4 separate regions of the Mus musculus genome follow, and all the other regions are linked to region 4. The links are chromatin contacts, called in public promoter capture Hi-C maps. All regions are on one chromosome and are shown on one strand. Each heading gives the region's core, a stretch centred on a gene start, on an enhancer-like site or on the middle of the called end of the contact. The rest is flanking DNA. Distances are from core to core; before and after follow the strand shown. Region 1 holds the start of Has1 (hyaluronan synthase 1). Region 2 holds the start of Fpr2 (formyl peptide receptor 2). Region 3 holds the start of Zfp960 (zinc finger protein 960). Region 4 holds the start of Lix1 (limb and CNS expressed 1).

The links. Promoter capture Hi-C pulls out the DNA fragments that hold promoters and counts their contacts. Capture Hi-C pulls out chosen DNA fragments and counts their contacts.
Region 1: a promoter capture Hi-C map of second pharyngeal arch cranial neural crest shows a contact between it and region 4. The contact joins the promoter of Has1 here to the promoter of Lix1 in region 4. A contact is called at or near these places in 15 of 39 promoter capture datasets (the 3T3-L1 cell line, 3T3-L1-derived adipocytes, the C10 cell line and 10 more), 4 of 484 Hi-C or Micro-C datasets (Th1 cells, cortical neurons, embryonic stem cells and 1 more), 3 of 115 datasets of contacts at active chromatin or transcription factors (craniofacial prominence, embryonic fibroblasts and embryonic stem cells) and 3 of 9 other capture datasets (embryonic stem cells, macrophages and pancreatic islet).
Region 2: a promoter capture Hi-C map of second pharyngeal arch cranial neural crest shows a contact between it and region 4. The contact joins the promoter of Fpr2 here to the promoter of Lix1 in region 4. A contact is called at or near these places in 17 of 39 promoter capture datasets (the 3T3-L1 cell line, the C10 cell line, the HPC-7 cell line and 11 more), 2 of 15 datasets of contacts at CTCF or cohesin (large pre-B cells and pro-B cells), 20 of 484 Hi-C or Micro-C datasets (B cells, the C2C12 cell line, the HL-1 cell line and 12 more), 1 of 115 datasets of contacts at active chromatin or transcription factors (astrocytes) and 2 of 9 other capture datasets (liver and macrophages).
Region 3: a promoter capture Hi-C map of adipose tissue shows a contact between it and region 4. The contact joins the promoter of Zfp960 here to the promoter of Lix1 in region 4. A contact is called at or near these places in 1 of 115 datasets of contacts at active chromatin or transcription factors (embryonic stem cells) and 1 of 9 other capture datasets (adipose tissue).

Annotation. Positions count from the first base shown.
Region 1 is chr17:17,853,627-17,859,622 of GRCm38.p6, reverse strand. Has1 (hyaluronan synthase 1) reads left to right here and starts at 4,435. Exons shown (of 5, transcript NM_008215.2): 1 at 4,435-4,485. The coding sequence starts at 4,477. All of the region lies in intron 1 of Gm36907 (a long non-coding RNA gene), which reads right to left.
Region 2 is chr17:17,884,719-17,890,372 of GRCm38.p6, reverse strand. Fpr2 (formyl peptide receptor 2) reads right to left here and starts at 2,549. Exons shown (of 2, transcript NM_008039.2): 1 at 2,474-2,549.
Region 3 is chr17:17,061,446-17,066,701 of GRCm38.p6, reverse strand. Zfp960 (zinc finger protein 960) reads right to left here and starts at 2,599. Exons shown (of 4, transcript NM_001005358.2): 1 at 2,496-2,599. The coding sequence starts at 2,525.
Region 4 is chr17:17,399,990-17,405,475 of GRCm38.p6, reverse strand. Lix1 (limb and CNS expressed 1) reads right to left here and starts at 2,790. Exons shown (of 6, transcript NM_025681.2): 1 at 2,450-2,790. The coding sequence starts at 2,531.

The sequences.
Region 1 (5,996 bases), core at 3,186-5,685, 450 kb before region 4:
TCACATAGCTCAGAGTCATGCCCCTCTCTGGACTCTTCCAGATGTCTTTGCTCCGATAATGTCTCCATTTTGTCCACAATAAATGTATAAATGATGATGGTAGATAGATAGATAGATAGATAGATAGATAGATAGATAGATAGATAGATCAATGATAATTAAAAAAAAGAAGAGGCCATGAATTTGAGAGGGACTATGGGAACATTAGAGGAAGGCCAGAATGATGTTTTTATTTTATAGTTAAAAAAATATTTTAATTTATGAGTTGTTGAGCTAAAGAGATGACTCAGTGGTTAAGAACACTAAATGCGCCAGGCACTTGGGAGGCAGAGGCAGGTGGATTTCTGAGTTCAAGGCCAGCCTGGTCTACAAAGTGAGTTCTAGGACAGCCAGGGCTACATAGAGAAACCCTGTCTCGAAAAACCAAAACAAAAAACAAAAAACAAAAACAAAAACAAAAACCCACTAATGCTGTTGCTCGGATTGGATTCCTACACATACAGACAGGAAAACATGTATGCATACAAAATAATAAAATAGAAATAAGCTTTTTAAATTACTAATTGTTTCTTCCTAGGATTTTTTGTTTTGGTGGTGTTTTTGTTTTGTTTTGGACCTGGGTTGATGCTGCTAACTGCAACCTCAATGTTTGGTTTCAGAACCCAGACTAAGGTGCAGATTGTAGATGCCAAAACATATCTGGCCTCCAGGTTCTCCCAGCATCCCTCAGTCCCTGCCTGACATACTGTGCCCCCAACCCTGAACTTTCCAGTCCAGGGGCTATGCTGCCCTACCCCTAGAGGCTCTTCCCTTTATAATCCAGATATTTTACTCTCTCTCTCTCTCTCTCTCTCTCTCTCTCTCTCTCTCTCTCTCTCTCTCTCTCTCTCTCTTTCCTTTTCCTCCTCTTCTTCCTTTTCATTTCTCTGCACTCTCCCTTTCCCTCTTTCTCTTTCCTCCCCATCCCCACAGGGACTTCCCTGGCCTTGGTCTTTGGAGCCAGTGAACTCTCCCACCCAATTCAGCTTTCCAACAAACCTGCCTTTAATATAATTTAATCTGGCTTGAACTGAATCAGATTTACTGGACCTGGAGTCACAAGCAATTGTGAACCACTACGGGAGTGCTGGAAACTAAACCTCAGTCCTCTGGATTCTGTTTTTTGTTCATGTACAAGTGTACAAGTGTCTACAGAGGCCAGACATCATCAGATAACCTTGTGCTGGACTTACAAGTAAACCACATGGCATGACTCCTGGAGCCCCAACTCAGATCCTCTGCAAGGGCATCAAGTAATTTTAATTATTGAGGTATCTGTCTGTCTTCTAAAATCATTTGTAAAGAAATCTTGCCTTTATGGATCTTGTTACTTACTTCACTTCCCAACTCCTTAGTGCTTCCACAGTGCTGTGCTTTATAAAAAGGCAAGGAGAGAAAGAATGTGTTTGGTGGAGGTATGGTCAGGTGTGGGGGAAGGGAGTGCCTCCTCAGGCCCCATGCTGATGCATCCCTTCCCCCTAAGGGACAAGCCACACAAAGGTATAGTATAGAATAGAGTTTATTCAGGCATGGGGAGGGGAGTTGAGATGATAGTAGAGACAGAGAAAGGCAGAGAGAGAGAGAGAGAGAGAGAGAGAGAGAGAGAGTAAGTAAGTATAGGATTAGAGGAGTAGAGGCTGGCCATGAGCGCCTGTATAGGGGAAAGGGGCAAGAGGACAGAGCAAGAGAAAGAAGGCAAGAGAGAGGGAACTGGGCAAGCAGCCCTCTTTTTAGTGAGTCAGGAACACCTGGCTTTTGACAGGTAACTGTGGGTCCGAGCTTAGACAAAATGCTAACACACAGCATCACTCAGTGTGTGTTTTGTAAACTAGCCATAAGTCTTGCCTTGGACACCTTTCTCCTTCATTTTCCACTCCCCTAACTTCACATCAGTCAGGAGCACCTCCTCCAGGAAGCTTTTCCTGCCTTTCAGTTCCATCAGTGCCCAATCCTCTATTTACACAGCTGCCTCCTCTACTAGTTTGGCATCTCCTCAGAGGCAGGGCCCCCTGCTGAGTCATTTCTGTGTGCCTGGCATCACTTAGTCCAGGGTCCCACCCATCATCTGCTGAAGAGATGTCCTTATAATGAATACATGTTTTTCCTCTGCTTCTTCTCCATTTTTAGCAATCACCCTTACCCTTCTCTTGTGGTGAAGTTAAATGATGACGATCCTACTTGGAAGACAAGGAAGACATCGTAGATTGAGGACAGAGAGCAGTTATAAGCCCCATTTGGAGGGGAGGGGGGTCTGTAAAAGAGCTCAACTTCATCTGTCCTTGTCATCTTGTCTTTGCTACATTTAATCCTGGTCATCTGTGCTTGCAAGGAAAACTGGACCCCTGCGCCTGAGGGAGGAGAGTTAGGCCTGTATTCATTTTTTGAGAGAGGAGGGCAGATGTCTAGACTCAGACTCCTGAGTTGAAGTGGGAGGACTGAATACTGGACGATCAGGGCTAAGGGAGAAGGGCTGGGGTCTGAAATTCTTGGTCTGAGGGAGGAGAGCTAGGGACTGTGCCCCTGGGTCAAACAGAGGAGTACTAAGGTCTGGTCACTTGGGTCTGAAGGAGCCTGTGCACTCTGTGCCCTGGCAGAGAAAACTCTCAGGGTTTGAAGTCCTAGTTTGTCTCTCATGTACTCTGGTTTTAGAAACATCTGGTTTTATACAGCTGCTCCACCCAGTCAGGGTGGTGTTGAGGCTAGGCAATCAAATGCCCAGCTCCTGGGTGGAGCCTGGGCTATCCCCTCCTAGCCATGGGAACTCCCCTTATCCCCAGATCTGGGCTTGCTTCCATCAGAGGATCCATCATCCTGACACAGACAGACACTAGGCAACACAGGTTCCCGGCAATAGCATCAGACACAGCCTGTCCTGCCCTGATATTGGGTAGTACCTAGTTTTCAACCATCAAAAACTTTCTCCCTAGTGCCCAAGGTCAAGCAAAGGCCCAACATAGCACTGCAGCTATGCCCTGTATAACAAGATTCTCACACACGCCTGGCTCTGTCCACTAGACTGCTGAGTGGTTGCAAGAGATGAAGCAGCCAGAGGAAAGAAAAACAGAGTCATAAAAGTCAGATGGGGAGAACCGAGTGATAGTCTTATAAAAAGGCAGGCAAGCAGGTGAAAGCTAGAGACACCGAGGGATAGAAGAGTAGATAGATATACAGATTGCAGATTAGTAGAAGACGGGGATAATAGACATGAGATAGGGAGAGGGGAAGAAGGAAGAGTGAAAGAAATGGGAATACAGATAGGTAGAGAAATAAATATAGTCAAGGCATCAAGTACAAAATGAGAAAGTAAGAGAGAGTGAGGCAGACAGAGAGGGAGAGGGAGAGGGAGAGGGAGAGGGAGAGAGAGAGAGAGAGAGAGAGAGAGAGAGAGAGAGAGAGAGAGAGGGAGAGAGAGAGAGAGATTGAGAATAAACTTTATCAGAATCACTCACACAAGAGAATGCAGGAAGAGACAACAGGACACAACCCATCATTGTATACTAAGAGAAACTCTGAAAAACATAGTCTTGAAGCTAAAAAAAAAAATGTATATATATCCTTATAAGAAACCATGTACAAGAGTGATAAGGATCACTAGTCTTCTGGCCTCAAGGAGCTAGGGTACACTCCATGAGAGCTTCTTTTCTTCCCCAGCTCTGTTCTGATCTAGTCTCCATCAGAGCAATGAACTCAGGTCACTCCATGGAGTCACTGCCATCCCCCAGAAGACAGATTCCAATAGCCCATCCCTTAGCCCCAAACAGACTGTAACATGAGCATGTGTGTACATATGTACCCCTACACAGACACAGACACACACACACACACACACACACACACACACACACACACACACACAGAAACATCAGCCCAGCAAAGAGCATACAATTCTGGCTGTAGCTCCAGTCTGCTGTGAAACACATGCCAGCAACACAGGCACACCCACAGACGTGAGTGTGTGTGTACTTTCTCTATCTGCCCATTACTGAAATGTGATCCTGAGGGACATATTTGTAGAGAGTCTGCTATGAGGAGATGAGAGAGAGCGAAGAAGAGGAAAAGGTAAGAAGGTGAGGGGGGGCAGGCCAGGGGGAGAGGGAGATGGGGGTAGTAACAGAAGAAAGATGGAGATAAAAACACTGACAGCTGAGAGAGGCAGCTGAGGGAAGGGCTGAAAGAGGGGGGTTGTGAAAGGCCAATTTGAGGGGCAGAGAAGGGAGGTCCTATCTGAGCCGGGGATGGGGAAAATGTCGGGAATTGAAGAGGGTGGAGCAGTAGGACTGCCTGACCTCAGAGCCCCTGGTCAGACTTGTCCTGACGTCAGCCCTCCTCCACCCCCGCAATGTGTTGGTCTTCAAATGGCCCCCCTCCAGCTAGCTTCAGACACACTCAGATTGCAGAACAAGACGGAGAAGAGAGAATCCAGGAGGACCCACAGCCATGAGACAGGTGTGTGTGTGTGTGTGTGTGTGTGTGTGTGTGTGTGTGTGTGTGTGTGTGTGTGTGTTCGTGTGTGGTATCTGCCGCCATGCGGGGTAATTACTACCATATGTGTGACCATATGTATTGGGGTCTAGTAAGAATGTGCTTGTAAGTGCATGTGGTGAGTCCATGTGTATCTATGTATGACAGTGTTCATGTGTTCAGTGAGCATGTGAAGATGAGTGTGTGAGTGTCCATCTCTGTGTTCACTGCCGTGAGGTTTGCCTTCCATAGATGTCTATGATTCTGTAAATATATGTTTGTGTTCCCTGGGAGTGAAAGAAGATTCTGCCTGTGTGTAACACATGCATTTTGGCTTTTGATTGTTTTATGGGATCAGAATCTACTTAGTTGAAAAACATGCAGTCAGCAATAGTCAACCTCTCTTGCCCTGTAAAATTAGCAGTTTCATATGTTTGGGGTTCATTTTAACTGTTCAGTATTTCTTCTGAAACCTTATGTTTCAGATGACTGTCTTTGTATTTATTGACATATTGCTATATCTCCTTGATACTGTTTCTTCCTGATGCTGAGGCCTTATGTCCTCAGGTCCCCTAAATGACTGTCAAAGGAACGCTGTGTTCAGCCTGAGACGTGGTACTCTTGTGAAGCATGGTGCTTTTAGTTGTGTGGTTTTAATGTTGTGGGTACAGCCGTAGGTGCATGTATCCATATTGCTGGCATCAAAAAACTTCCTTCTAAGATGAGCTAGCCCTAGGAGCCCAGGCAGAGCTGTGTTTGACACAAAAGGGCAGGAACAAAGGAGTCTAAAAGAATAATTGTTATTGGTTATTTAAATTTTCTATCTCTAGTTGGGTACCATGTACCTGAGGTCTTAGATACTTGGCTGAGACAGGGGGATGCTTGAGTCTAGGAGTTTGAGGGTAATCTGGGCAATACAGGGAGACCCTGTATCTTCTTTAAAATCCCATAAAAAAAAAAGTAACTCATCTCTACTGCTCAGAAACGTGAACTAAACTGCAATATATTGTTTTAAATCCTCTTGAAAAGTAAAGAGGGGTCATGAGATGCTCTGGGGGGTAAAGGAGCTTGATGCTTAGCCTGACAATTTGAGTTTGGTCTCCAAGATCCACATGGCAAAAAAGAGAGAACCTGCCAGGCAGTGGTGGCGCATGCCTTTAATCCCATCACTTAGGAGGACGAGGCAGGTGGATTACTGGGTTCGAGGCCAGGCCAGCCTGTTCTAAAGAGTGAGTTACAGGACAGCCAGGAATATACAGAGAAACCCTGTCAAGAGAGAGAGAGAGAGAGAGAGAGAGAGAGAGAGAGAGAGAGAGAGAGAGAGCCATAATTATCTTCCAACCCTTCCCACCACCCATCCCCCACACAAGTATACAGCAAGGCACATGCACTATGGCATGCATATACCCACACAGATACACACAAGATAAACAAATAAATATCTGTAAACTTTCAAGGAAAATGAAAGGAAATTAAGTTTGGCAGTTTCTTTGCTC
Region 2 (5,654 bases), core at 1,300-3,799, 490 kb before region 4:
ACAGTAGCTGATTATGCTCATATGGTGATACAATGATGATTTCTCTGCTTTGTTTCTCATAGCAGTTCCTACTTTTCTTTTTCTAACACATTCTTTTCACTAAGATCCTAACCAGGACATTGTGTAATGTTTTTCAGAATTTCTCAAGCCTAGCACTGTTGACATCTGTCAGTACTTAATTGTGGTTGGGTATAATGGAGCAACTCTTGTCCAGCTATGATAACTAAAATATCTATAAATGACCATTTTCCTTTGGAAGACATAATGACTCCTAGTTGATAACCACTTCTATAGTATAGAAGATAGAAAATATAGGTAGAAAGACAAATATGCTAAAGCTCAATCACTCTTTTGTGCACGTCAGGATCTATGAGTCACAGAAGAAATCATGTGCTGCTTAGGATGGTCGGTGTATGGTGAAACCCCAACATATGCCAATTATCCCATTATAATTATCTTAGGACACACATCCCCATTTTATAACTAATGAAACCATGACTCTGAAGAAGTAACTTTCAGAAGCAGAACTTTTTTGCTAATTCTATTTACCATGCTCATTTCCTGTTTAATATGTGCATACATACTCCAAGCTGGGAAGATGGCTCCCAGCTATAAAGCACTTGCCATCCAATAAGGACCTGAGTTCATATCTACATCACCCATGTCAAAACAAGGTATGGTGGCATACATCTACAAGTCCAGTTGTGGAACAGGGCAGGGACAGGATAATCTGTGAAATTTCCTTGCCTGACTATCCAGCCCAATAATATGTTACAGTCCCAGAAAGAGGCTTTGACCAAAAAATATTTAAAACACATAGAATAACAGAGTTATTTGTTTAATGTTTATCCCCACATTCATAAACATTAACACACACACACAACAAACACAGTAAACTGATTATTCCCTCCCTTTGATTGCTTCTCAAATTATATCATTCCCTCTAATATTCTCAGAGGTTTTTTTTTTTTTAATGGTATCAATTTCTGGGGATTTTTTGCTGTACCAGCTGCCATATCTCCATGCTGCTGTGTGTACCACTTCCAGAGAAGCAAGAGTTATCGTTCGTTTCAAGTGGCCTCTCCACATGCACTGGCTCAGTATATGTCTCACACCTTCCTAGATATTCATCTCTTGAGTTTTTAATATCTCTTTTCTTCCAAGCCAAGGGGAAAAAACAAACAAAACAATAACAACAACAAACAAACAAACAATAACATCAGGATATACTTTCCAGTAGAGCATTCTCATTAACATATGAATTATCATGTTGCCTCCCTTCAAGACCCAAACATGGTCCTCACACCAAAAATCCCAACTGTTATTTGAGGCTGTGATGAGAACTGCATATTCAAGGCTTGATTCCAATACAGAAAGAGGTACAGTTTGATAATATACTGGGATAAGTTCTACACAATAAAAAGTAAAAGGGGGCTAAACAAAACTACTCAGAAAATATGAGCATTGTGTGCTCTTCCGGCATATCTCAGTTCAGTTCCCAGCACTGTCATGTAGATTTATATCTGTAAATTCAATGCCAGGAGATCCAAAGCTCTTTACCTACTTTCTCATGCACCAAGAAAGCATGGGGCAAAAAGACACACATTTATGAAAAATACCCATACATATCAAGAAATAAAAAAGTAAATTGAATGCTTGGGATGTAGTTCAACATTAGAGCATCATCCTAGAATCATTTAGTAGTAAGGGACCAGAAGTGTGAATCAGTGGTAGATTACTGCCTAGGATACACCTAGTAAGGAACATGATTAGTAGAACAGCATCTAACTAGCATATGAGAAACATTACATTCACTTGAGTATGGAGGCAAGAAGGGCAAAGGAGAAAAAGGTGATAAGCTTTGTTTCATTAAACAGACTTGTTTCTGTGAAAAAAAAACTCACAGCACAATCTCAGAACTTATAAATATTCTTTATATTTTTCCCACCTCCTATCTTCTCATTAATCCACTCCATACTGTCTTGAGTCTTTGGAACTACTCCAAATTTCCACCTTCATGGATGTGGACTCCAGACAGCCAAACTCAAAGTTCTCAGTTCTTATCCTGATACCTCCCATGGCACAGTACCAATTACACCCTCTGCTTTCTTCTGAAATCACATTAAACTTGTACTTTAAGATGAAAAGAAAGATACAAGCAACACATTGTACCAACAATTATAGCATAATGGGTGGACATATAAAAAGCACAAGAATCAGACTCCTCCACTTGACTTTTTTCAAGTGTCTTCAACTCAGTTCTGCATGATTGCAAGGCAAGCACTTATACACTGACCCATTTCCCCATAGTTTCAAGTGTTTCTGTTCAACACATATTCTAAGTCAAGAACTCAGCAGCCATCTGGTGAAAGTAAATATGGTCTTAAACATCTCTTCACAGGGTTTTAGGAAGTGTCCATCACATATAACAGCCATTCAAAAAGTAAGTTTCAGTTACTAGAACACAACTTACAACCAGCTGAGGTCTCCTTCTTACACTCTTCGGTTCCTGTGGTGTAAATGAAGTACTTGGCTCTCACTATAGACTTAAGGAAACTCTGAGAGGAACAAGAAAACTGAAACCAACCTTGTTGTAGAAACTCTTGGTTTCCTAAGATTCCCAGAAGCCAGGCAAATGGGATGCTATTGGAATCCTTTTATTTCATTGTATTTTTTATATGGACATTTTTCTTAAAGTTGTGTGTGTATAACATACATGTCTGGTGTCCTCAGAAGCCAAAAGATAACACTGGATCCCTAGGAACTGGAGTTACAGGTAGTTGTGAGAAACAAGGTGGGTGCTGGTAATTGAACCTAGATTTCTGGAAGAACAGCCAGTGCTCTTAAATTCTAAGCCATCTCTCCAGCCCAAGTGGAGTTTTTATAATCATAGTGTAAATGTTCTTCTACCATTTATCTGTGGAAAACGTGAGTTCAGTCCTGTCAATTTTTGGCCCTAGCATCTGTGCTCTGGTTTTTTGAATTTGGTTCTGATTTGACTTTACAAAATGTTGTGAACAGTCTGACATGGGCTTTGGCAGCAAAATTCAGTTCTTTTAAGCAGAGGTATACCTATTCTTAACCACTGAGACACCACCCTCCCAAACCTTTCACTCTTTTTCAAAAAATTGGAAGGAGTTGGGGCTAGAAGGATGGCTTTGAGATTAATAGCACTGAATGCTCTTCCAGAGGATCCAGGTTTGATTCCAGTGACCTACATAGTGGCTCACACCATCTACAACTACAGTTCCGGGGCATTCAGTGTCTTCTGGCCTCTGCAGGTACCAGACACAAACGCAATGCACAGTCATACAGGAAGTTAAAACATTCATACATTTAAGAAAGATTTTTCTGCTTTTACAACATGAAGATGGGTACCTACATAGACGTCTCAGTGACTAATAGCACTTACTGCTCTTCCAGGGGACCCAACTTCACTTCCCAGTGCCTACATCAAACAGGTCACAGCTCCCTATAACTCCAGATCCAAGGACACTAGAATTCTATTCCTGGTCTCTACAGGCACAAGCAAATATACACATGAAGACTGAGATGATCACAAGCACAATGTTGCCTCCATGCTTATTAAACAGTTCTAACAGCATATGTATGGATTTGTTTCCATATGAAGACATTCTTCACGTCTCTGTGGACAACAACTGTGTGCCCTAACAACTCAGGTCTTTACTAACTCAGACAAAAGGAGAGAGGACATAGACACTACCATAGATAGAGAAATGTCAAAAATAAACTCATGGTCACATTCTTTAGTTTGTGCCACAACATCTCTGTCTCTGTCTCTGTCTCTCTTCATGTTCTCACCAGTCACTCTCTTACGCTCACATTTTGAAAACAGGTTCCCATGAGCTCAACCTGTCTTTAAACACACTAAGTAGACATCTGAACTTCTGATCCTCTTGTCTCCAACACTTGAGTGCTTGAAATACAGGCATGTACAATCCTCATCGGTTTCTACAGACCATCCTGCAGGTTAGACAATCACTCTGCTAATTGATCTATACCTACCGTCCATACTCATCCTCTTTAATATACTGTGGGAATTGAATAGATTTAAGGTCATCATAGACATAAGAATCACTAAACTAAAGCAAAACGCTTAGTTTGCAAGGGTTGTCACTACAAATCAACACACTCTGGGTGTCTTGAAGTATAGCAACTGATTTTGTCACAGTTCTGGATGCTGGAGGTCCAGGATCACAATATTGGTCCCAGGGCTTTTCTTTTGCTTACAGGTAGCCATCATCTCTCTGCATCCTCACATAACATACACATTTCATAAGCTTACACCACCCTGGTGTTTCTTTCCTTTCAAAAAGACAACACTTATATTGGATTTGGACCCCACCCTTATGGCCTCATTTAGCTTTAATTGGTTCTTTAAACACTCTAAATCTGAACAATCACATTCTGATGGATTCTGATGAATTTGGGCTTTAACTGGTGAAAGAATAAGAATCCAGTTTCTGCACAAAGACAAGATTATTTTGTAAGTTGATGAGAGAACAATCTAGAGGCTGGGGTGGAGGGTGAAGGGAAAAGTGAACCTATCATGTGCCTTAATTTCCAAACAACGTCTGAAAGGAAGACAGTGGTTGGTATGAGCTTGATCAAAACTTTCACCCAGAGAGCCTGTCAGGAGATAAGAATGTCTTATAAGATCTAGATAATATTTGCTACACTGGAATTTGTAGTATGTACTCTGTTCAGTTTTCCTGTCTATTCTACTCAAATAAAAATTCTATTTGTAACTATCATGACTCTGAAATCACAGGTAAAATGACTGAGCCTCCTAAACTATGGTCACATCCAGGCACTATTTGTGTGGTTGTTGTTGCAGTCTGCAAGAGTGATCTTAAGCACGGATGCCCTCTCCCCAGTCCCACCAACACGAGTTGTTGTACAGCCTCCAAGCCAGGAATAGTTTTCTTGTATGGTTAGATTTTTTTGTTTTGGTTTGGGTTGTTTTGCTTGAACAATAACAAATGAATAAAATATAATGTGTGAAGTAATGTGAAATACAACTACTATCTTTTTAAATGATGAACTGTTGGCATATTTTCTGTGTATTCATGCTATAAAGCTGAGTTGAGGATCCTGAAACCTGCCAGGTATTAAATATTAACTTTCTCACCCTTGATAGAAAATGCACAGCCCTGGTTAAATGGCTTAAATAAGATAATTATCACCCAACAAGTCACCTACCCAGGCCTGGATCTAACTGAGAACCTGCATAGTTCCCAGAGACAGTTAATAGTGGTCTATTATCTGACAGTAATGATTTGGTATCTCTAGCAGGGAGTACCCCCAACACAGCTCACAGTGAATTGCCAATTCCTCTGAATTTGCATAGATTGTGCAAACATGGCCACACAGAGCAGAAGTCTACCCTAAGACTTTCCTGATTTTCTTCATCCTCTAGATTGTACCCAAAACACACATGCCTCAGTATTTGTACAGATACTGTGTGATCACCATGGATTATTGGTCTGGAAAGAACAAAGTTTCTGTAATAGGGATGGTGAAATATGAAGGAGCTAGATTCCCATCAAACTATCTTCAAAAAAAAAAAAAAAAAACAATCAGAGTTCAAACAACCTGACATTCTGTTCATCGATTACTCTCTACTGATTTCC
Region 3 (5,256 bases), core at 1,350-3,849, 340 kb after region 4:
CCAGGGTGTGCTTTGTTAGGCATACACTGTAAAGGGTAACTGGGGGATTTGGGGAGAAACTGACATTCTGGCCTGCTTTGATTTGTTAAATAGGCACCTAAGCCATTTGTGCTGGGCCATAAGACTTAACAACAGTGAGAAAGGATAAACCTAAAGGATTTAATTATAATATCAAAATTTATTTTTAAAAGCTGAAATTGGCTTTATGATTGAAAAGTTATCCAAGTATTAGACAAACCAGGTATTACTCATACATTTCTCTCCCAATGCACACTGTAAAATTGGAATAGTAAAATTCCTACTAGGCACAGACACAGAAATTTGTCAAGCACTTACATGTTGGTTGAATTCATGTACGTACAGATATTTAGTTTCTAAAAATTAATCCATTTCCTTCTCTAGATTCTTGATTGTCTTTTTCTGTGAACCACGTAAATTTTCAAGTTTGGCCTTTTATTGATCATCTAACATTGATAACATTAGTATGCACTGATAATAGAAGGTATTTTAAAAGAAAGCTCCCTCCATCATTCTTCCCACTCCCTTTGGTTGCTGTGAATACACCATTTTCAAAGTTGGTCAGTGAAATCAATTGTTACCAATGTCCCTCTTGATCTATAATTTCCCCTAGAATGTTGTGGAGGTAGGAGAACATTCATTCATTCCTTCATTCATATCTCTCTGTCTTTTTCCCTCATTGACCAGTCAGGGCTCATCCTGGAAGAATTTATATGCTTCTCTTCAGGCATTGGACAGCAGAAGCAGGATTAGGTATTCAAAGAAATTACATAGCAAAAGGCAAGTCTGGGCTATAGAAGAAATTCCTCTAAATAGAAACAAATAATCATAGCAGTTGAGAAAACGGATAAAATACTTAAATTCTCCAGAAACACTAAAGAGAAAAAAAAATCTAGATGTTCAGAGAAATTCTAAGAAAATGAAACTTAAAAAGTGTTATCAAGAGCCGGGCGTGGTGGCATACACCTTTAATCCCAGCACTTGGGAGGCAGAGGCAGGCGGATTTCTGAGTTCAAGGCCAGCCTGGTCTACAAAGTGAGTTCCAGGACAGCCAGAGCTACACAGAGAAACCCTGTCTCAAAAAACCAAAAAAAAAAAAAAAAAAAAAAAAAAAAAAAAAAAAAAAGTGTTATCAAGAATTGACTTCTTTAAAAGATAGATATTATTGAAAGTATGAATAGGTACAGTGTCTTTCAACAAGAGCAGGCCATTACCTTGTAGGCAAATACAGCAAACCAGTAGCCAACATCAAATTAAATGGAGAGAAACTTAAAGCAATCCTACTAAAATCAGGGACTAGACAAGGCGGCACACTTTCTCCATAACTATTGAAGTCCTAGCAAGAGCAATTCCACAACAAAGAAGATCAAGGGGATACAAATTGGAAATGAAAAAGTCAAAATATCATTATTTGCAGAGGATATGATAGTATCTATAAGTGATCCTAAAAATTCTACCAGAGAACTCCTAAACCTGATAAACAACTTCAGTGCAGTAGCTGGATATAAAATGAACTCAAATAAATCAGAGGCCTTTCTCTACAGAAATGATAAACAGGATGAGAAAGAAATAGGGAAACAACACCCTTCACAATAGTCACAATTAATATAAAATACATTGGTGTGACTCTAACTAAGGAAGTGAAAGATCTGTATAATAACTTCAAGTCTCTGAAGAAAGAAATCAAAGAAGATCTCAGGAGATGGAAACGTCTCCCATGCTCATGTATTGGCAGGATTAGTATAGTAAAAGTGACTATCTTGCTGAAAGCAATCTACAGATACACAGCAATCCCCACCAAAATTGGAACTCAATTCTTCACAGAATTAGAAAGGGCAATTTGTAAATAAATCTAGAATAACAAAAATCCTAGGATATCAAAAACTATCTCAACAACAAAAGAACCTTTGGTGGAATCATCATCCCGAAACTCAAGCTGTAGTACAGAGCAATTGTGATAAAAAACAAAAACAAAAACAAACAAACAACCCCCTTCATGTTACTGGTACAGTGACAGTCAGATCAATGAAGCTGAATTTAAGATCCAGAAATAAACTCACACATCTATGTCCACTTAATCTTTGACAAAGGAGCTCAAACCATCCAGGGGAAAGAGGACAGCATCTTCAACAAATGTTGCTGGCTCAATTGGCGGTTAGCATGTAGAAGAATGCGAATTGATCCATTCTTACCTCCTTGTACAGAGCTCAATGCTAAAGGCCAAGAGAACAACTTGTAGAATACACGAAAGAAACTTAGCCTGTCTGACTTTGGCATCCTGCTAAGGGTGTTTCTATACACAGGACCCTGCTCGAAAGGTTTTGTGAATATTCAGCCCAGATAGTTAAGTTATGCAAGAGCCACCGTTGGGTCCAGAAGCGGCTAAAACCACGAGGCAACTCGCAGGTGCCTGCATGTAGCTGCTGGTTCCGACCCAGCCTTCCGTAGGACCCAGCACACCCGATCCCGCTCCTCACCTCTGTGGGAAGTGACAATATCCTCATCATGTCGCACTTTCAGAACTTGCCTGAGTTTCCTTCACAGTACCCAGCAGCACACAGGACAAATCACTTAAGCCTGCTTAATTACAGGGAACCAGCGAAAAGAATTCCGGAAGAACCACCCTCCTCTTATGACTGGCAGATCCCACAGGGAACCAGGAAAATCCCTTCCGGAAAAACCACCCTCCTCTAAGACTGTCAGATCCTCCTTCATGCCGTGATTGGCTAGTAAATCCTGAGTGACAGGAGCAACTCTCTCAGGGTGAGAGGGTGCAAACGCAACTCGGAATAGTGGTTCAGTGCACAGGTTTCCAATCTAGACGCACACCTATTCTAGATCAGCAGAGATTTGTATTTTGGTAGCAATTGTCCCAGGTTTCCGATAGCGTACACCCCAGCTATTGCCGTCCCTTCTCTCCAGCTCACCTCTGATTGGCTGCCTGCTCCTCCCCATTGTGAGCTGTGACTTTGTTCTCCAGAGCCAGGACTCAAATTCTGACCTGTGAGTCCACTGCCCTCAGAAGGTGCTTCCTCTTATTGCTAGTGGAATGAAGCATATTACTAAAGTTGCAGTGGAGTGGATAATCTGTCTTACAAGTGGAAGGATGCCCAGTTTAACTGCTAGTTAAAGAGTGACTTTAAGAAACAACGTTTTGTATTGTGGCTTCTTACTGGGTTCTGGTAAATTGCACAAACTTTCCAGCTGGAGCTCTATTGTTATTCTATAATCTACTATTCTATTGTCTATTCCTCAGTAGGAAAGTGCCAAAAAATAAAATAAAATCTCAACCCAAAAACACAGGTGTACTAGGAAAATGCTCTAGGGTCTCTCTATGTATGTGGAAAGTAGATTTATTAGTATGGCTCCCAAGCTGATAGCCAACTCTTGCAACTATAACTCTATACCAATGGGAAGTTGAGCAATCCAGTGGTTGTTCAGTCCATGTGGCTGAATGTCTCAGCTGGTTTTCAGTATATATCATAATATGTATAGGAATAAAACGTAACAGCTGTAAGGAACCTAGAAACATGTAACGAATACATGTAATCATAAAAGTCGCCACAAAATCCATACGGGTGGTAAACCTTAAGCATTTAAAGAATGTGGGAGAGCTAGCACTACAGTATCCCTGACTGAAGACATAAGTATTTGTATGCCAGCCGGGCATGGTGGCGCACGCCTTTAATCCCAGTACACAAGAGGGAAAAGGCAGGCAGATTTCTGAGTTCGAGGCCACCCTCATCTACATCCAGAGTGAATTCTAGGACAGCCAGTGTTACACATAGAAACCCTGTCTCGAAAAATAAAATAAAATAAAATAAAAATAAAGAAGAAGAAGGAGAAGGAGAAGTAGAACACAAAGACGATGACAAAGAAGACAAAGAAGGGAAATATAAGACTTAAATAGTTTAAAAAAGAAGCATAAGACTTAAGATATAGGACTAGATGAAAAGGAACAGAGAGGTCCAACCATCCATTGAACCCCATTTAAATCATTCCAGGGCTTCCCAAATCCACCTTCCTCAAATCTACCTTCCTCAAATGAACATATGGAGAAATATAAAATTGATATGTTTCCCAAAACTTAGGAATCTCATAGCTTTCAAATGGTCTGAATATGTGAAGGCATACAAATCCAATTCCACTATTTGGTCAAGAAGCATATTTATGCAGTCCTTCATTAGGTTGCATAAAATATCTTTCACTTTGTACGTATAACTTTTGTAAAATTATCATATGTTTAAACTGGCCCATAATAGTTTCTTTCTGTTAGAATTATAGGGATGGAAATGGAGAGGAGCCTTGCCACGCACTCTGGTTGAGTCAGCTTGACAGGCCGAGAGGCCTAAAAGTCACGAGGCAAAGAGTTTCACGGAAACTCACCTCCTGGAATCTGGTGTTCTCTCTAAACCATACATTAATATTCCATTCCCGAGTTAGTCTGGTGTATGGATCCATGTGCTCTCTTTTAGTATTATCCTATTATAAGTGCCTTTTAGGATTGAATTCTCACATAGCCAAGCCTTCACCAGTGTTCCAACAGTCCTAGAAAGTCCTACAGCTGACCATGGGCTTGGAATTCAGTAAGAATGTTGCTTTCAGTGACATTCAGAATTGCCTCTGGCATTACACTATCACTTTGAATAAAAGCCAAGTCACTGCTCTACACAAGAATTTACCATCATCTAGGAAGAAGGAAGTTTGAGACCTAAAGAGAAACCAGAATAGACACTTAGAACTAGAGATAGCTGAGTTACACCCATACACACGTATTTACAATGGTCTACGGGAAAGGTGGACTATACAATAGACTAAAATAGGAACTATGGCAAGGGCACGAAGCCCTTGACCCTGGCTTCTAAGATTAAGTGAATCTTAGGTGCAGCTCTTTTTGATCCCAGTTGTTAACAATGAATTCTATCCCAGGTGGTTCCTGTTAGACCTTCTGTGTTTGTATTCCTGTTTTGTGTAAGAATCCAGTAACCTCTTTGTACCTTGCTGGTGTGTCACCCAACTTCCCTATTTTCTTCAGCATAAAAAGTTTGATGCTCGATTTGACAAATTACATTCAGATTCTACACAACCTCTCCTATGTGCATCTGTCTGTTTCCATCCAAGGCTTTGCCCACCTGCCCCAGAGACCTGTTCCACGCAGACAAAAGGATAAAGAGGGTCTGAGGCAGAGCCTGAAGAAAAAAGGTCCAACAACAGGCCCAAAGAGGGATCCAGCTCAAG
Region 4 (5,486 bases), core at 1,541-4,040:
AACATTACTTCCTTAAGCGAATGTAACCGTTCCCACATGGTTCTGCCTCAGACCAGAAAACTCTTAGAGTGCTTTTCCTAATCAACTTGAAGAGAAAATTTACCCACTGTTGCTTGTTTGTAAGCAAATCAAAAGCCAACCGAGGGCGATGAATGTCTCAGGAGGCCAATTTTTGCTCTCTGTACTGTGTGTCTAAAGAGTAAAGGAAACCCCACTTTGCATTCACAGAAGAGAAGTTTAGAAACAGGCGGCAGTTTCTTTTTTATGCTCCTTTGTTCACTTGAGTTGTGTTTTATAATTTCTCTAAGTCCCTTTTCATCTTCCAGGAAAGCAAGGAAGCAATTCTTTTTATGTGTTCCTCCTGGCAGAGACTAGGTGGGTGGCGGCAGGGGAGGAGCCTTGAATGGGCTAGGAGGACAGGAAGAAGACTTTTAAGAACTGCCATTAAGGCTGGTGGCAGCTTTTTAGGTTGCCAGCAGGAGGGCCGTGGCAGCAATTTAAATTCGTGCCAAAGTAACAAAGTTCATGAGCCAGGCTGACATGTGTAGCACCCACAGTTGGCAGTGTATGGCTTGATCCTCAAGCAGACATCTGATGTCCTGACTCAGAAAGCAAACCCATTTCTAAGATTGGTAGACATTTGCCCTTTAGCTTATATCATTCAGTCATTGTATTTCCAGGTTAGAAAAGCTGGAAAGGAAAGGATCTAACATTCTCGTATTCACACTCACTGGACAGAGCAGCGGCAGAGCAAGTGGTTCATTCCAGAGTAAGTCCACAATGACACATACTAATGTTGGGATTTTTGTTGTTAATGAACGAAATATATGAAATGTGACACAGTTTTTCCATATGGGAAAAAAAACATTCTGTGTGGCTTACAAGGGTCTCAGAAGAAAACAACAGCAAAAAATAAATAGCGTTCTTGCAAAAATTTTGGTGACAGACATTGTCCCTTTAACAACTCATAGTTTCTCTTCTAAACTGTATGCAATTGGAAGAAATTAGTTCAGCTTAAGAACTGGACCATACAACGTCATATTTGAACTTTTCTTTCCATTTCCTTTTATTTCTTCTGCTCTCCAAATTCTAGGTCTAAGTTCTTACAATTTATCCAAAGCTTTGGACATGCCAAAGCCTTTCACCCTTCACTAAGATTTGAATGCATTGAAGGAGAAAGACATTCTTTCCTTCTCTTTCACTGGGAGAAACATAGCAAGCCAGAATAGACGCCAGGCTAAGCTTGAAGATGGAGTGACTTTTATTATTTCTAACATAGCTATTGACAAATGCTTGAAGGCAACATTTTTTTTTTTAAACTGAGAAAGAAAGTAGCTTTCATTTTATGCCTTAGAGGACAGATTGGTTACAATTTAATTTCTAAGAGGGAAGTTTTATAGAATAAAGAGGCCAGACATTTCTTTCTCTCTCTGTCTCTCTCTCTCTCTTTCTCTCTCTGCTTTTTTTTCATCACACATATGAGAAATACAAGCTTCAGGGACATCTGGAAAGGGGCATTATTCACTAATCAGAAAGCAGAATCCAAACCACTGATACTTTGATGGAGACACACATCACTAGAGTCACAAGAAAGGAAGCTGTAACGTATTGCAGGCTAAAAACATTCCATATGCATTTTCACCTTTTGGGCAGATCCAAAGAGCAATTCTATTCCAGAAGCCCTTTGTAATCTGACACCCACTGTAGATAAGATACACTATGAAGATAGTCTGTTTTGCAGCAGCGAGAAATCAAATTGGTTCCAGAAGCGAACTTATATGACAAATGGTTTAATAGTATTGCTGGAATTGTAAAGATTGGCTGAATTATTTTTCATAATCATTTTAGAAAAAGATTTAAAAATAACTTTGCCATGCCATGTGGGGGTGGGGGTGGGGATGTCGGGAATGAGGCTGAAGTTAGAAGGCATCACATTTTATTGGCATTATAATTTGCTATTAAAATTTAGGAGCTCAGTGGTTAAAATTAAATTTTGTTTGCTACAATACTTTTAGATAAAACAATACCTGATTTAATGTGTCTAGTTATGGTGTGAAAGATTAAATAGATGAACAACGAGCAGTGCATTTTTTAATTATCATTTCCAAGTTATTTTTAGTTTTCATTGAGTTCCACTCAGCTTTGTTTTATTTAAAAAGCATCTGGAAAAGATCATTAAGACTTGGCAGGTTTTAGACTTTAGAAAAAGTCATCTACACAGTACTGTCTTGGCAAAACAGCCCAGAGTCTTGTGGGCGTAGGTAAAAGGAAAGCCTTCTCCTGGCTGAAGTCGGGAACAATTTAAATATTGCTTAGCCCACAGAACACGACTACAAAGATCTAGCAGAAATCGTAGTTAAACAAGATGTGACTAGACACTTAGGACTATTTTCTAAAAAGTCAGGGGGGGAAAAAAGGTTTTTTTTTTTTTTTTTCCTTCAGTACTTACAGTCTTTGAAGACCAAAGCCGGGTCTCTGTGAGGCAAGGCTTGGGCAATGATGTGCCTCAGAGATTCCAAGGTTCTGTCCATCTCGAGTCTGCCTGTGCAAGCCTCCTGCACAGTCTCCTCATGCCTGAATTCTTGCAGCTCTGGACTGAATTTGTGCAGCTCATTGATGCAGTGGATTACTAAAGAATCCCTTTTAACATCTGCCAATCAGACATTTCCCAGAATCTAAAGACCCTCAGGGCCCTCCTCTCAGGCTCACTTATCTTTGTTGTATGCTGAGCTAATTAGCCTGAAAGGCTGGCTGACAGGCTGGTTCCCATGGCTTCGTTCTGTTAAACACACCCACCTACAGGCAGGCTGGGGAAGCTCAGTCATCATGAGAACAGATTTCTTCTCCAACCAGATTTTGCCTGGATGCTGTGCTGCCTTCCCATTTGGGCATTTCTTTCAGCCTTCCTTCTTTAAATGTGCTGCCCCCGGAATAGGTACTCAAGAAGGCATCGTCCTGCAGGTTCCTAAATTACAAGGGGAAGGCTTGGGACTGCCATCATTGAATAACCACTACAACCAACAATCTAAATTCCCCTTTGGGAAAGAGGAACTATAAAGATTACGATTAGAGTGAGATAATGCATTATTTCTGAAATCAGAATCCTCCCTGCAATGACAGTCACTTCTGGTGAGCAGTAGCAAGCAATCCCTAGTGAACTCTTTTATACTTTGCCTGACCATATTTCTTTTTCTGTTACCCTCCAAGACAAATCGTTCCCAAGATTGACTTTAATTAATCCTGATATCATTCTCTCATAATTTATTCTGTTAAAAATTTAATGGTGAGATCTGGAGAAATGGCTCAGGGTGTCAGGACTCTTGTGAAAGCAAGAGAACTTAGTTCAAATTCCTGGCATGTAAGTGAAAGCAGGACATGGTTGCATATACATGGCTGCATGTACAGGTAACATTAGGGTCCGGAAGCTGAGACAGGTGGCTCCCAGGACATGTCTACCAGTCAATTTGGCAAAAATGGGTAGCTTCATATTCTCTGAAAGATGCTGTTTCAAAAACTAAGGTGGAGAGTGATAGAAGCTATCTACTATCATTCTCTGGAATGCTCTTACATACACACCTGCATAGACTACAGACACTACAACTACCACCACCACACCACCAGCCCACCACCACCACCAGCAACACCAAAAACAACAGCAGCAACAACAGTGACAAGAATTTCTATCGACTAAGAGCAAAAAGCAATACCTTTAAAAGAAAAGTTTAATAGAAAGTTATTAAAAGAACTCAGCAAATGAGACTCTTTCCTATCTCTACAGATCCGTACACATGTGTAAAATAACACTTTGACAAGAGACAAACATGTCATGTGATCACATATCACACTTCAGGAATATGTAATATCAGAAACAAACGAACCAACTTTACTAGCTGTATGCTCTTGTTGTTGAGGCGCTGTGAAGGACTTTGCTGCTTCATTTGAAGTTTTTTTTTTTTTTTTACACAGAACTCACAGATTGTTGTCTCATGTTCCTTCCAATCTTCACATTCCATTATTGTGAAACTAATTCTTTAAAGACTATATAAATAGAATGTCTTTCATGTGATCAATTTCTTCAGCTAGTTGTAGAAGGGTGGGCTTAATAAAAAACAGAGAAGGAAAAAGTAGCAGTGATAATAAATGCTATTATAATGATTATTCCTTGACAAATACCCACAGGAAATTTAGGCCACCCAGAGAAGAAATTCAGGATTGTCACATAGACAAAATGAAATGATACATAGATCTATTTATAGTTCATATATATGCTTGAACCTCATGTGAAGAGACTTACTTTGGGTCACAAAGTATGCTATATATGCCTTGCATCAAATTGTGAGCAGCAGGCATGAATGCTCACATGTGTGTTTGTGTGTGTGTGTGTTGCTGAAGACCAAACCCAGAGACTTGTACAGGCTTGGCAATTTATCTATCATTGAGCAATAACTTCAGGCCAGAAAAAAGTTACTGTCTGTAGTCTAAGAATTTTATTTTATTTATTTGTTTGTTTGTTTTTCGAGACAGGGTTTCTCTGTGTAGCCCTGGCTGTCCTGGAACTCACTTTGTAGACCAGGCTGGCCTCGAACTCAGAAATCCACCTGCCTCTGCCTCCCAAGTGCCCGGCATCCAAGAATTTTAAATTCATTTTTTTTTATTTTGTGAAAAGAGGTTCTTAGTTTCAAAAATAATCTGGATGACTGGTGGATGACAAAAAATTCTGTTACACAAGAGATTAGACACATAGTACCTATGTAAGTGCTTTGAGAGTAACATAGTATTAGAAACCAAGACAATGTTCTCATTATAGAGCCAGGACAAATAACAAAGTTATTTTTCAATTTTTTCAAAAGAGTGATACTCATAATAGGAAACAGAAAATGATTGATGCCTGAAGTCTGATCAGTGAATGGGCTTTTCCTGTAAATTAAAATTGAATGTAATAATTGTCTAACACATTTTGTTTTACTTTATGTGTACTGGTGTTTTGCCTGCATATGTATCTGTATCACATATGTACCTGGTGTCTGTGGATGCTGGGACTTAAACCTGGATACTCTGGAAAAGCAGCCATCACTTGAGACTCAATTTCTAATCTTAAAAATAGCGTGGTAGGAGGAACAATAAGTGTGGGTTTAATAAGGCCTAGGATTATATTTTTGTCATCTAACCGTGACAAGCCATTCATCTTTGAGTTTACAATTTTCATCCATAAAACCAGGGAGCGAATCTGAATGTTCCCTTTAAGTTCTAAAGCCCATGATTCTGTGGTTAAACACAAATATGAGCACAGAGTTTCTAGACATGTAGAAAGTCACAGATTCATTTCATAAATGCTAGACTGATATTTAGAAAGTCGCTTCTAGTCCCATTCAACCTAACCATTCATTTGTAGTAAACATAACCAATATCAATATGATAAATTCAAAGATGTTCACTGCCAAAGCCACAAAGGAATTTGAAAGAAAACTATGAGTATCTTCACAAGA